Linked DNA regions of Macaca mulatta: region 1 is linked to region 2. A link is a contact called in public Hi-C data. All regions are on one chromosome and are shown on one strand. The core of a region is the stretch at or near the end of the contact, and the rest is flanking DNA. Distances in the headings are between cores, read along the strand shown.

Region 1 (2,998 bases), core at 382-2,881, 970 kb after region 2:
CATTTATTAAAGTTGATATGCCTATAGAAGCTTGAAATTTATTTATTTATTTATTTATTTTGAGATGGAGTCTCCCTCAGGCACCCAGGCTGGACTGCAGTGGTACGATCTCTGTTCATTACAACCTCTGACCGCCGGGTTCAAGCGATTCTCGTGCCTCCGCCTCCCGAGTAGCTGGGACTACAAGCATGAGCCAGCACACCCGGCTAATTGTTGTATTTTTAGTAGAGATGGGGTTTCGCCAGGGTGGCCAGGTTGGTCTCTGAACTCCTGACCTCAAGTGATCTGCCCTCGGCCTCCCAAAGTGCTGGGATTACAGGTGTGAGCCACCACGCCCAGCCCAAATTTATCTTTTACAGTTGCATTCTTGTTTGTTGCATTTTCTCAAATTTCATTAAACTGTTTACCTATTTGCCTAGGTTTTCCACAAAACAGTGTGTCACTATCGATTATGTTCTGGACTAGATTTCCTATACAAAAGTGGTAACACAGTGAAGGGCAAGTTGATTTCCTCAAAGACACATGGTGGGAAGCGAGGAGAATAACTGCCACCGTTTGTTTCTGCTCAAGAGGACTATACTGAACTATTTGCACTTCACATATTTAAATGGTACAAATTTTTTACTGGAATAAAATGAAGCTACATGATCTCAAAATTAGGGTTGAGGCCTTCTATATGATAAAGTACACAATCCAGCAACTCTGCCTGAGAAGATCAATTAATACTTCATTTGGAACCCTAACTCTAGCCTCTTACTATCTGTGTGACATTGAGCAATTTACTGAGACTCTCTGAGCATGTTTCCTCGTCTTCTAAAATGAAAAAGTACAATAGCTATCGTAGTGGTTGGGTTCTCAAGTCAATAAGTAAGGGGATGGAGGACCTAAGTTGAAATTCCCTTTGAAAATCACTTCAATTGTCCATAAGTACAGTATATTGACTTTTGCGTACACATCACTATACAGTAGGTCCTACAGACACTAAATTTTGAGCAACCATTGAGATAAACTAAATAAGAAATGAATGTATACATTACAGTTACTGTAACACTTGAATGGCATATGCACATGTCGAGACATTAAAGCCATCCTGGTTTTAGAACTCACAATCACTAACAGTACATGGGGTATGGATGGAGAATACCACTCCAGGTGCTTAACAAATGTCCGTGTCCTTCCTTCCTTCTGCACGTTAAAAGACCTGGAAACGTTCCCGGAGCAGCCGGCTGAATGCGGTTACGTCAGAGACATAGGTATTGGTTTACGCAGAGTACTTCGAGGGAAGAAGCTTGTGCGACTCGTTTGGGGTTCTTACCCTGGCATTGGCACTTAGAAGCACCTTGATGAATACGAAAAGGAATTATTGTTTACCCTAGGTTAGCGCTCGAGCTATTTCGACGCAATAGCGACTCCACGTACATTTGAAAAATCAAACTTCTCACATACATCACTTCCTGGAAGCCCTATTCAGACTTTAGCCCAAGCAATGCTGAGCCCAATCCTTCGGCCTTCCGTAGTCTCGCTCGGTTTCGCGAGACCGAGGCTGAGCTCCGCACCGCCGCCGTGGGGGGGGGCCCAGAACACTTCCGGGTGTAACTGGTTGTGCTCTCTGTGTACTTCCGGGAGCCTCTAGACTGTGTCTTCTGCTTCCCGTACCACCGGGCTCAAGTAGCGGACACGGAACCGGGAACCATCAGCCCGTCAGCCTCCGGGCCCTGCAGTCTCTAGCCATGGACCGGGACCTTCTGCGGCAGTCGCTAAATTGCCATGGGTCTTCTTTGCTCTCTCTACTCCGGAGCGAACAGCAGGATAATCCACACTTCCGGAGCCTCCTGGGGTCGGCCGCCGAGCCAACCCGGGGCCCGCCGCCCCAGCAACCGTTGCAGGGCAGGTAAATGCAACGTTGGTGCCACTGCGTCACGGGAGAGGGGACGCAGCTCTGGAAGCCACTACCGCAGCCCCGAGTCTGCGTCTAGAGGAAGTGGAGGCGCGGCCATGAGCACAGGAGGATCGCGCGCTGGTGCCTTGGGCTGGGTGGAGGGAGGGCGCTCTTGAGGTGTGCAATGCGGTTTGCGGGGTGAACTTTTTCTATGGCACTGCTTGCTAGAGGCGCAGATTCCTTAGCTAAAATCCCGTGAGCTTTCGTATCTGGGTTGGAGGCGTCATTTTTTAAGTTTCCCCGTTCTCCACCTCCAGGTTGGTTAATGAGGGAATGCCTAGTTAAAACTTTTTCTCTGAGATTGTATGATCTGGAACTTGGGATGGAGAGGAATGGCCGATGAAAGCCGTAAGCAGAAGGTTAGAGTTTGTAAAAAGGCTTTGCAGATAAACCAATTTTCGTATTTTTTTTTTCTTTTTAAGAAAAGAGAAGAGAGTTGACAACATCGAGATACAGAAATTCATCTCCAAAAAAGCAGATCTGCTTTTTGCACTTTCCTGGAAATCAGATGCACCTGCAACTTCTGAAATTAATGAAGATAGTGAAGGTGAGTTTAGCCTTAAAACCTTTAAGATTGCCGTTCTGTTTAACAGTACTTCAGGTGAAACGGAACTCAAAACTATCGTTAGTGATTTTGTTAATTTTTTTTTTTTTAGATCATTATGCAGTCATGCCACCTTTAGAGCAATTCATGGAGATACCTAGTATGGATCGAAGAGAGCTGTTTTTCCGAGATATTGAGCGTGGTGATATAGTGATTGGAAGAATTAGTTCTGTTCGGGAATTCGGTTTTTTCATGGTGTTGATCTGTTTAGGAAGTGGTATCATGAGAGATATAGCCCACTTAGAAATCACGGTAAGTTATTTTTGTTATTTGGATTGCTTCTGTTTTTGTTAATTCACCTCAATGCAAGAATTATATCTTTGCATGCAGTTGTGCTCAAGTATACCTGCCAAGATACTTTTGGAAATTAAATGTTAATTGGAGAAAAATCGTTAACAAAAATTAGTGAAAGTTACCCAGTTTGTCCCTCCAATTCTGGTTTTGGGGAGTTTTTA
Region 2 (2,759 bases), core at 242-2,741:
TGAAAAACAGTGTCTCACTGATTTAATTTGCATTTAATCTAAGATTAAATTTTTAAGTTTCGTAAAACCAAGTCTATCTCTGTAATTGGAGAAAACATCATCCATGAACCTGAAAGGTAATAAGCTGATGAGACTAAATTCAAAGCAAAAGCTCGCTGAGAGTATCTGCCCCAATGATGAAGATGACAATAGTGTCTGATTTTTTGCTCAGTGCCACCTCCTCCGTTTCCAACAGATAGCATTTGGGAGTGATGAGTTATAAGAAAGTGTGGTGCGCTCCAAGCTTGCTTGAGGGTATGGAAATCTCGAGACAGGTCTGGAGAACCAGGGAGAGTTAACAGATAAATAATGTAAGAAAAAAAAAAAAAAAAAAAAAAGAACTTAAGGACTGTCTGATCTGGGAGAAGTTTACAAAAATTAGCGTTTTGGTTCACTATTTCTCGCTCTTTCGGCGTTTCATTAACTGGATACCCTGCTATGAATATATATATTGGGTGTAGTTAAGAGAACCTCTATGTCACTAAAACCGTCTTATGAGTTTTTTGGAGAAAATGAGAGGACGCTGGGAGACATGCTCTGCTTGCAAATGATCAACCCCCCAGCCCAATCCCATTCATCATTGATTTTGAGGAACTGATGAGTAAGACAGGAATATGTATGTTTGCCTACAAAATCCTCAAATCAGGCCACTGAATGTTCGACATGGGAACTTTGAATCACATAGAAGATACTCCAAAGGCCGAGAAAAATAGAAAGCCTCCCGACGCCCTGAAAAAATCTTGACCATCTCTGACTTCCTCCAATAAGAAAACCTATATTATTATTATACACACGCACACACACCCTCTATCCTCACTCGATCTTGTTCTATTCTATTTTTGAGCTTTGGATGTTAAAGTAAGGAACGAAGCTTAGTGGGGAAACACCGAAGTGCATGGCGCAAATTTAGATTTAAGCCTCACGTTAGATTCCAGATTTGCACATCGAGTCCTGCCCCTACCCAATCCGGGGACGTCACCGCTCTAGTCTTTGGCTGTTTTAAAAGCAAGCGGTTTTTAAAACCCCCAATCCTCCTCTTTGTGTTTGCCTCCTCGGAGTTGCCCCTCTGCAAGCCAAGAGTTCGGGATAGAAAACACCTACGTGGTGTTTTCCCGGGGCTCTCCCGCGCCGCAGTCGGCCGCCAGCCCGCTCGGGCTCCCGCGCCGACGCCTCAGGGGCTCGCCCTCCGACCCCGCCGCCGAGCCCGGCCCGCTCGCAGGGCCCCTCTCCAGCTCCCCCTCCCCGGCGCGCTGCGGCTGGCGCTCCCCAGCCCCGCCTGACGCTGCAGCTGGGCCGGAGACTCGCCATTGGATTAAAAATAGCAGCGTCGCCCGCCCGCCCCGAGCCCCCGGTGCCCGCTCCCGCCCTGCGGCCCGCTCTCCCCGCCCGCCCCGGCTCGCCCGGCTGCGGTCGCCCGCGCAGCCCGCGCGTCCGCCCGCTCGCTGGCGCCACCGCCGCCGGCGGACAGCGCGCTCCGGCTCCGGCTCGGCTCGCTCGGCTCCTGTGCGTGCCGAGGCCATGCAGCGCCGGGGCGCCCTGTTCGGCATGCCGGGCGGCAGCGGAGGCCGGAAGATGGCTGCAGGAGACATCGGCGAGCTGCTGGTGCCCCACATGCCCACGATCCGCGTGCCCAGGTCCGGCGACAGGGTCTACAAGAACGAGTGCGCCTTCTCCTACGACTCCCCCGTAAGTGAGGCGCCTCGGGGGAGGGTCGCGGGGCCGGCGGCCTGCGGCACGTGAAGCCGGGGGAGAAGATGCGCAGTGGCGGCCGGGGACCTCTTCTCTTTCTCTGGGCGGCAGAATTGGCTCAGGAGCACTGCAGTTCGGCAGACAGTGAGCGCCCCAGGGCTGCTGCAGCCGAGGACTGGTGGCTTTGCTCCTCCAGCCTCCCCAGGCTGGAAGGGCCCAATTCCCAGCAGCTTGCACACAGCCCCGCCGCCGTTTAAAGATAGATGAGGTCCAAGAGTTCCCTGTTCCGAACTGCACGTTGCAGATCGTTTGCGTCCTCCCCGGGGCAGAGCGCAGGGCGGGTAGGTGGACGGGATGATTCCCCCACACCCCCGGACACACAGCCCTTCCTTTTGTGGGACCACTTGCTTTGCTCAGGGATCCCCACTCCTGGACAATTCTGATTTGCTCTCTGAGCTTTTCTTCCACCACTTCCCATTTCACCCTACTCCTTTTCTTGCCTTTAGAATGTCAGGGCCGGGCGCGGTGGCTCACGTCTGTAATACCAGCACTTTAAGAGGCGGAGGCGGGCGGATCGCCTGAGGTCAGGAGTTCGAGACCAGCCTGGCTAATATGGCGAAACCCCGTCTTTACTTAAAACCCCCCCAAAATTAGCCGGGTGTGGTGGCGGGCGCCTGTAGTCCCAGCTACTCGGGAGGCTGAGGCTTGAGAATCGCTTGAACCGGGAAGGAGGAGGCCGTAGTGAGCCGAGATCGCGCCACTGTCCTCCAGCCTGGGCGACAAAGCGAGACTCCGTCTCAAAAAAAAAAAAAAAAAAAAAAGAAAAAGGAAAAGAAAAAAAAGGCAGACGAAACCTTCCGGTGCCTCCAATCGGGCAGCAGAAATAGGGGATCTACTGGATTGTGATGGTTTTCTTAAGCCTTTCCCCCTTACCCTTCTAAATGAGTCACTTGGACTGACATGCTCAAGTATAAATTATTAAAAGTTCAATCCCGAGTCGTGACCTCGGAGAATGGAGGAGGAAGCTGAGA

What was found. A called contact is a pair of places that touch in the nucleus more often than the background predicts.
Region 1: a Hi-C map of fetal cortex germinal zone shows a contact between it and region 2, with 3 times the contacts expected there. The contact joins the promoter of TTC14 here to the promoter of USP13 in region 2. A contact is called at or near these places in 2 of 14 Hi-C or Micro-C datasets (fetal cortex germinal zone and fetal cortical plate).

Annotation. Positions count from the first base shown.
Region 1 is chr2:92,655,674-92,658,671 of T2T-MMU8v2.0, forward strand. TTC14 (tetratricopeptide repeat domain 14) reads left to right here and starts at 1,632. Exons shown (of 13, transcript XM_002802906.4): 1 at 1,632-1,891; 2 at 2,362-2,486; 3 at 2,596-2,795. The coding sequence starts at 1,731.
Region 2 is chr2:91,683,361-91,686,119 of T2T-MMU8v2.0, forward strand. USP13 (ubiquitin specific peptidase 13) reads left to right here and starts at 1,492. Exons shown (of 21, transcript NM_001265638.1): 1 at 1,492-1,725. The coding sequence starts at 1,558.